Linked DNA regions of Mus musculus: all the other regions are linked to region 2. The links are chromatin contacts, called in public Hi-C and promoter capture Hi-C maps. All regions are on one chromosome and are shown on one strand. Each heading gives the region's core, a stretch centred on a gene start, on an enhancer-like site or on the middle of the called end of the contact. The rest is flanking DNA. Distances are from core to core; before and after follow the strand shown.

What was found. Promoter capture Hi-C pulls out the DNA fragments that hold promoters and counts their contacts. A called contact is a pair of places that touch in the nucleus more often than the background predicts.
Region 1: a contact with region 2 is called in a Hi-C map of B cells, with 5 read pairs. The contact joins the promoter of Nefh here to the promoter of Ykt6 in region 2. A contact is called at or near these places in 2 of 39 promoter capture datasets (liver and pre-B cells), 1 of 484 Hi-C or Micro-C datasets (B cells), 1 of 115 datasets of contacts at active chromatin or transcription factors (bone marrow-derived macrophages) and 1 of 9 other capture datasets (macrophages).
Region 3: a contact with region 2 is called in a promoter capture Hi-C map of liver, with 7 times the contacts expected there. The contact joins the promoter of Sf3a1 here to the promoter of Ykt6 in region 2. A contact is called at or near these places in 2 of 39 promoter capture datasets (both in liver).

What each region holds. Positions count from the first base shown.
Region 1 is chr11:4,946,718-4,949,419 of GRCm38.p6, forward strand. It overlaps Nefh (neurofilament, heavy polypeptide), which reads right to left and starts at 1,347. Exons shown (of 4, transcript NM_010904.3): 1 at 341-1,347. The coding sequence starts at 1,217. It also overlaps a transcript of Ap1b1 not described here.
Region 2 is chr11:5,954,328-5,957,203 of GRCm38.p6, forward strand. It overlaps Ykt6 (YKT6 v-SNARE homolog (S. cerevisiae)), which reads left to right and starts at 1,431. Exons shown (of 7, transcript NM_019661.4): 1 at 1,431-1,677. The coding sequence starts at 1,574.
Region 3 is chr11:4,158,868-4,161,664 of GRCm38.p6, forward strand. It overlaps Sf3a1 (splicing factor 3a, subunit 1), which reads left to right and starts at 1,487. Exons shown (of 16, transcript NM_026175.5): 1 at 1,487-1,683; 2 at 2,179-2,300. The coding sequence starts at 1,621. Ccdc157 (coiled-coil domain containing 157) reads right to left here and starts at 1,426. Exons shown (of 12, transcript NM_001164620.1): 1 at 1,292-1,426.

The sequences.
Region 1 (2,702 bases), core at 97-2,596, 1.0 Mb before region 2:
TGGCAAGCGGCTGCTGGATACCTGATACGCTGGGTCCAGACGGGGCTTGCTCCATTTCAGATGGGAGATCAGTCTGAATCTGGGGTCTAACAGTGTGTGGGGCACAGGGGTTGGCCCCGGTGTTTAATTACAGACATAAAAAATGTGGAGGGTGGTTTCCTTTTTCTAAAGGAAAATCCAGAGTTGGGGCGCCCCAAGGGAGGGTCTGGGTAAAACCGCTACTTTGTCAGGTGGCATGCACCTCGCAGCGGGTCTAGCTACTTCTGAGAGGAGTCCTCTCGGGCTGCTCACTGCTCCGCCAGGAGGGGGCGACCCCTTCCCACCCCGCGCTCCCGCGCACCTCGGAACCACTCCTCGGACTGCAGCGTGCTCTGCACCGCGTGGCCTTCGAGCTGCGCGCGGATCTCCCGCAGCGCCGACGTCACGTCGCACTTGAGGGCGTCGCGAGCCTCGGCCTGAGCCTGCGCCTGCGCGGCCCCGCAGCCCTGGATCTGACCGAGCAGCTCGCCCACCTCCTCCTGGTGGTGGCGCCGCAGGTAGCCGCACTCCTCCTGCAGCGCCTGCGCCTTCTTCTGCAGCTCCACGCGCGCCGCTTCCGCCTCCTGCGCGAAGCGCGCCAGGGCGCGCGCCGCCGCCTCCGCCTCCTCACGCTGCCGGGCCTCCTCGTCCAGCCGCTGGCGGACGTGAGCGATGTCCTCCAGCAGGTGCTCCTGCTCCAGGCGCAGCTGCCCGCGCGCCGCCCCGAGGCGCAGCACGGCGCCGCGCATCTCGCGCACCTCGCGCTCGTACAGCTCGCCCATGGCGGCGCGGCCGGCTTGCTGCTGCCGCAGCGCCGCCGCCTCGCCCTCCAGGCTGCGGTTGTGCGCCTCGAGCTGCCTCACCTTGTCGATGTAGCCCGCGAAGCGGTCGTTCAGAGCCTGCAGCTGCTCCTTCTCGCTGCGCGCCGCCACCGCCGCCACCACGCAGCCCTCTGGGCCGTTGCTTAGGGTGTCTAGCGAGTCGGTGCTCGAGGCGGCGCCGCGGAAGCGGCTGGGTGAGGCGGACACGGAGCTCACGGACGTCCGCGCCCACGAGTGGAAGCCGCTGGAGGAGCCGGCCGCGGAGCGCGTGCCGCCCGGGCCTGCCTTGCGGCTCAGCGAGTAGTGCAGGCTGCCGCCTCCGTGCAGCGGCGCGAACGGGGCGCCCAGCAGCGCATCGGCGCTGCCGAAGCTCATCATGGCCGGAGCAGGTGCGGCCGCCAGCGGAGCGGGAGTGCGGGGCTGGGACGGGGCAGGCAGCACTGCGGCAGCTCTGGGACTCCGGCTCTTTTATATCCGCGGTGGCCCGGTCCGGCCCCTCGGCAGTGGGGGGCTGGGGAGGAGGGCCCCACCCTCTCCACCTCCTCCCCCGCGGCCCCGGGCCGACCGGCTTCTCCGCAGTGAGAGGGGCGGGGCTGGGGGGGACGACCCAGGAGTGAAGGGGAATCGACGCATCGTCAGTAGAGCCTCCCGAGGTCAGACCAAGGAGTAAAGGACTTCCGGAGCGGACAAGTGCAGACCTCCAGGTGCATGTCGGAAGACCCTATTAGTCAGAATAAGACCCTCAGAATAAGAGAGGGCACTGGAAATAGGGAGAGGATTGCAGAACTGATGGGTCAGGGCGCCTTCGGGTTGAAGCAGTGGGAGACTGCAGTGATTACTATGAGAGGACACCCCCACTTGAGAAGCAGCACAGGGTTGGTTCCCTGATAGTTAGAGAGGACCTTGAGATGAGGAGTGCAGACTGCAGTCACCCACGAAGGGATTCTGTATGGGGTTGCATGATGGATGCTACTGATGATAAATGGGGACCTTCTAGCTGGCGGTGCAGTGTTCCCCAGATACTACAGCGGCCCTGGGCCACCCAAAGGGGCTTAAGGAACTGTACAGCTGGCTTCGGGGTTGGGGTTGGGGTGGGCGTGGAGTTTGAAAGGACCGCAAAGCTACCCTGAGAAGGAGAACACTGCAGACGGAGAAAGGGAGCGCTGGGTGAGAGGAACGTGGTGCTCTCTAAAAATTCCAGTGGCCACGACTGGAAAGTGGAGTCTCCTCTTGCCCGGAAAGGAAAACTGCCTACGAAGAACAGGGGGTCCCTCAGTAGGCAGCAAGAGCCTCAACACCGAAGCCAAGTTCTGCCACAGGGTGGGGTTAGCTTCTGTGCTTCGCTAGCTGAATGACCTTGTACAAATTGTGTTCTCCTATGTTTGGTTTTCCCTTGTGTGCAAGAGACAAGATGCAGCTCCAAGCTCCCATGTGCCCCTAGGAGGTTCGAACTTGGGAAATGTCTGGCTGATTTTGGGGAGGAGAACCCACATATTGCCAGTCGGAATAGTAACCAGTTCCTCTCACCTGAGAACTTTGTCTTTCTCCCTTCCTTGCCCGATTTTTCTGCTTTATCTTGGCATCTCATTCCTTTTCCAGAATAGATGAACCAGTACTGCCGTAAGCATCCCCTTTCATGCTCCGAGGAAGTGGTGGAGTGGTTTTTCAGTACCAAAGTCCACCGACCTCCATCATGAGCCCTACTGAGGCTTCAGGTGAAAGGGCGGGGACGGCGGAGGGGCTTAGACTTGGAGCTCTTGCTTTATTATACGGCTCGTTCTTGGTTTGGTTTTCCGGTCAAAAGCGGTGTTAGTGGACGGAGCCGCCCGTGCCGCTATCGCTTCAGCACCACGGACAGCAGCC
Region 2 (2,876 bases), core at 181-2,680:
ATCAATTCTGTTCCTTTAGAGAACTTTAATACATGTATAATATGTTCATATACAAGCATGTATAGAAACATATATATGTGTTCATAGATATATATAGATGTAGATATACTTACATGTAGGTATGTATGCATATGACCTCTTCGGAGTAAGTTGTATACATAGTGTTCATCTATTTATGTTACTGTGTGTTAGTGTGCATGCATGCATGCACCAGAGACTTCTCTTATAAGGTCAGGGCAGTCAGTGACTGAAAGCTGGAAATAAAGATATAGTGCTCTTATCTAATCTGTAGACCTTGCTCAGATTTTAGCCTCCCTTTAAAGCTCTGCTTCTAACAGCCTCAAGGGCACCTTCGGCCTCTCATGAGGCTTGCTTCCTCTTTCTTTCTTTCTTTCTTTCTTTCTTTCTTTCTTTCTTTCTTTCTTTCTGTCATTTAACGTAATGGTGCAAATAACCATCGTCGTCATTGTTAAACATCTGCAATGAGCAGGACTTGGAATTTGATAGTTTATCACTTTTACCAACATGTCTACAAAAAAGGTATTTTTTGAGTCCAACAGATTGGGGGGGGGGGGTAACTTTTGCGGTGCGGAAGTACTGGGACCGAATTCAGGCTGGATAACAGCTGGGGAAACGCAGGGGAAAACAATGTCATTTGAAATTGATTAACAAGCTTGGCTTGGGGAGTTCGCATATCTCTAGATGAGACTTCCTGGGACCAAGGGAGGCTGGGTAAAGTCAGAGAAAAGCAGGAAGAGGTGCCAAGAGTGGCTGTAAGGGAGTTTGATAAGCATTTTGCTGTTCACATTGGAAGCCCAAGGTCTGCTTCTTGCTATCAATTTTCTTAATCCACATCTCTTTCTGCAAGGTCACTATCCTGGTAATTTTGTACAACTTTGGATAAAGAGGCTTTCTTCAGAAATGGTTCTCCGTCTGCCGCCTGTGGAGCCATGGTGTCAGTGCAGGTGAATATAGCTGACACCTCTGGCCGCCTGGCTTGTCGAACAAGTGTGTCCAAGCTGAGTGGCCATAGCCAGTGACGTTTCTGATTTTTATTATTGCAAGAGAAAGGATGAAGGGCCTTTCTTTTAGTCGTCTGTACTTGGGACACCCAGGGAAGAGGTTGGGTAGCCTGGTGCTGTTACACATAGAATGCAACAAAAGTATAGAGTGGGGACAGCTACGGGTTGTTTTTCTAGCAGAATGGGGAAAAAAGAGCGATGGTACGGCACAGCACTCCCCACCGGCAGCCAGGGTCCGCGCGACAGCCCGGAAGGGAACCTGCGCCAAGGCACTGCCACGCAGGCGGAGACCGAGCCTCCTGGCGCCGACCCGGGCGGACGCGGGCGCGCCCCGCCGCTTAGCTACCCGTCCGCGCACGCGCGTACCCTGCCTTCGGGCCTCCGAGGAGCGGCTGGAGCAACTCGCCACCGGAACCGGAAGTGGGCCTTACTCTAGGAGGAAGAAGCCGGCCGGGCCCCGTCAGGAGGCGGCCGCCGCTGTTCTGAGGGACTGTGGCCGCGCTCCTGGGAGCGGGTCTGGGGCTCAGCCGGCGGCCCGAAGGTGCGGCGCCATGAAGCTGTACAGCCTTAGTGTCCTTTACAAAGGCGATCCGAAAGCGGTGCTGCTCAAGGCCGCGTACGACGTGTCTTCCTTTAGTTTCTTCCAGAGGTCCAGGTAAGTGGGCCGGGCCCGGGTGGCTGGACCCGGAGTCCAGGGAGTCGAGTCTCTCGAAGGGCGAGCACGGCTTTGGCCTCCCTCGGGCGGCAGGCTGTACCTGAGGAGTCGTTAGCAACCCTGGGAAAGGGCTCTGCCCTACGCGGTATTGCCCAGTTGTAGAAAGATTGGAAGGCCATTGATTACAGACGCGCTGCCAACTGTTCTGATCTGGGATCTCCGGACTCAGAAATAAGTATGTTGACTACGCCTCGCACCCTGTGATTTAACCAGTGTTTGGTGTCTTAACCTTTGTATTTCGTCGTTGCCAGTGGTTCTCACCTTCCTTGCGCTGCGACCCTTTAGTACCGTTTCTCATGTTGAGGGAACCCTCCCACCCCCAACCATAAAATTATTTTCGTGGCTACTTCATAACTGTAATTTTGCTACTGTTATGCATATGTATTTTTGGAGATTGAGGTTTGCCAAAGGGGTTGCAGCCCACAGTTTGTGAAAGTCGCTGGTCAAAGCTCTTTCCAGAAGTTCTGTATGGAGGTGTTTCTTTTATGAGTAAAATCGTTGATTCCTCAAGGATTGGGAGTCAGGGGTCAAACTCATTCTTTTTAGTGTTTGGGCCTTGATTATCAGGAAGGGTCCACACTGGTAGCTAGGCAGGAACCACTGGATTTGTATTGCTTGTAGGCATGTAAAGGATTGTGGGGTGCTTTAATTGTAAGCTGCACAGATACCCAGTCTTGTGGGAGTGACTCAGACACAAAAGGAAAAGGGCCCAACAGGGTAGGACCTGTGGTCATCTTGACTCAACGTCTGGGGAAATCTGCTTGTTCAGGTTGTGTCTCAGCTTTTGATGGTTCTAATGACTTCATATAAGTGGGATATATAGTAGTTGGCTTTTTGTGTCCCACTGATTTTACTAAGCAGAATGACCCCAAGGTTGACCTATGTTTCTGCAGATACCAAATTTTTCTCCCCTTTAAAATATATACAGTATTGAGTTTTATGTAAACACTATGTTTTGTTTATGTATCCATCCGCTGATGGACATGAGTTGCTGTGGATTATAGTTATGTGAATAGTGTTTGCCAAGGGGTTGGAAGGTAGCTTGAGTGGAGAAATAGTTCATTCAGGAGACTGCTTGCTGCATGAGGGGCCTGGGTTTGATCCCAAATACATCAAAAGGAAAAACAAACAAACCAACC
Region 3 (2,797 bases), core at 237-2,736, 1.8 Mb before region 2:
AAAGCGCTCTTCAGATCGTCAGCTCCTTTCATCCTTGCCGACTGCTGTTGGCAGATCTGGCAGTCAGCAGCAGCAGACTTCATTCTCCTGGGCTGGTCCCACTCCCTGCTAGCAGTTTTCCTTGGCAGGTATCTCATGACTCTGGCATCTCTAACATCTTGGGGTCTCCAAGGCAACTTCAACTTTACAGCTTCTTAATCTAACTTTTATTCCAATGTCTGGGATCCACACATGATCTTTTGGGGATCCTCTAAAGGGCTGGCATCACTTCTCCAGCTCTGCCCTCTGAAGCACTCTAGGCTCTGCTTGACTCCAGCCAACTGCTGCTGCTGTTCCTGGTTATCATCTTATCGTACTGGCATCTCCAATACACTGGGGTCTACCACTGCAACTAGGCTTCACCAAGAGCCTCTCATAGGCTCTCTTCATGGGGCAAGCCTCAACTCCTTTGCATGACCCCTTCAGTCCTGGGCCATCAACTGTAACTGTAACTGCACCTTCACCAATGGCCTTCCCTGGCCTCTCACGGTGCCAAGCCTCAGCTGCTCTTCATGACACCTTCATGCCTTCAAACTAATACTGCCTGGGTAACTCTTACACACTGCCAAGTACAGCTGCAGCAACAACCATGGCTATCTCTGGAACACAGCTTCTTTGTGCTCTCAGAAAACACTTCCCAGAAGATTTCACCTCAGTGATGCTGGTCTCGTCTTAATCACTAATTTCTTAGCTCCAGCTAACCAGCATCAACTGTCCCAGCAATCCCTTCTACTCTAGACTCTAAAGCCAGAGCCACACAGCCAAATTCTGCTTCCTGTGGCTGGAACCTGATCCCCTTTATTATCTTACCAGCTTTCTGTTTTTCAACTCCCTCACTGCCTAAGCTTGGCTATCCTGAAACTTGCTCAGGAAATTGACTTTGAACTCAGAGATCTGCATGGCTTTGTCTCTTGGGATTAAAGATATGTACCACTACGCCTGAATTATGCTTTTCTTCATCTAGAACTTGCTCTGTCCCAGGCTGGCCTTGAACTCAGATCTGCTTCGTTTTTTGTCTCCTGGAATTAAAGGTGTTAGCACCATGTCCTGGACTCTGTAAGGAGGGATGCAGAGGAGGTGGTGCTGAACCAAAAAATGGGGCTAAAGGTGTAGTAAGTGGGACTCTATGGCATCTTCAAAATGCCAGGCCAAACAGGAAAGAAACAGGGGCGAGGGGTGGGGCGCTGAGGGGGCGAGGAACCGGCCAGAGTCAGGAGGGAAGTTCAGAGTCAGAGGATGTGGAATGGCTTACCTGTCTCCGGCGTCGCAGCCTCAGCTCTGTGTCTGTCTGGCTCACAGAACTTCCTCCAGAGCGTCTGAGGCTCCGAGAATGCCTCGCAACTCTAAGTTGGGAGCCCAGGCCGCTGCCTTGGCAACGGCGTACCGCGCCACGGAGCAGGCGGGGCGGGGCTGGAAGTGCGAAACGGCGAGAGGGCGGGACCGGAAGTGCTCCCGCGGCTTCTCTCTCTGGGTCGCCGCCATCTTGTCATTGAGTTGGATACTTCGTGTGGTGATCTTTAATCTTGTCGTCGCACCGGTTGTCGCCACCGAGGTGGACTGGCAGCCCTGAGCGTCGCAGTCATGCAGGCCGGACCCGTGCAGGCGGTACCCCCGCCGCCGCCAGTAGCCACTGAGTCCAAACAGGTATCGTGCCCCGCGCTCCCTGCCTGCAGGCCTGCTGGAGGCCTCGTTCCTCCCCTCCGCGCGGGCGCTGTGGCACTGCTGCTGGAAGCTCAGGCCACCCCGAAGGACATGGAGGGACTGCAAGTCCCAGGAGTCAGCGCGCTGAGTTGCCTTCTGGTCTCGAAAAAGATATCCCTAGAACCGGACTTTTCAAAACCAGCATGCGGACCTGCACCCCCGGCTTCCTCTGGGGTCTTATGTGAACCACGAAGCCTCCATTCAAAAAGAGGAGAGCTAAGCAAATCATTCTTTCCCCTAGATTAGGAATGGCTGCGTAAATACAGTATGGCTAAGGAAACTTGCCCTGTTTTGTTTTTAACTGCGTCCTCGGATGCTAACCCAAGAGAGTCTGCAGTCTACAGGACAGACGTTCCTGTCAGTATCATGGAGCGTTTATGATAGCCTAATCCGAGCCGGGGACTTGAAGCCCTTACTACCTTTTCTCTGTTTTCACAGCCAATTGAAGAAGAAGCATCGTCAAAGGAGGATCCCACCCCTTCCAAGCCAGTGGTCGGCATTATTTACCCTCCCCCGGAGGTCAGGAACATCGTCGACAAGACTGCCAGTTTTGTGGCCAGGTAACAGCTGCTTCTGCACAGAGGGAACTTGTAGTATAAAGGTCTTTTAAAGCAGCACAGGGGCATCATGGGGAGTTCTAGAGGCTCTGGCTTAGACTCCTTACTTCTTCCAAAACCACAGGAGAGCAATGAGGTAGGTGATAGATAGGACTGGTATGGTTGACATACCACAACAGTAATCGCAGTGAAAGCCATGCCTAGCTGTGTAGTCACTAGGAGTTTCTGCTTCCAAAACAAGTCTGTGGAAATTCCTGGTAGCTTCTTTGTGGCTGCTGATGTGCATATGCTGTGTTAACCTGAAGAAAGAAAAAGAAGAGTTGATTATTCTCATTGTGAAAGGACGACTTTCCCAGAGCCTCAGCTGAATCCAGAGCAAGCTGTTCAGCATGTTAGCTAGTTTCCAGGCAAGGTGAACATTGGTCAGGATTCCTCAACCTCCTCATCCCACATACTTCTGCACCCTTGGATGGAATCTTCTAAGGGCCACTTGACTTCCA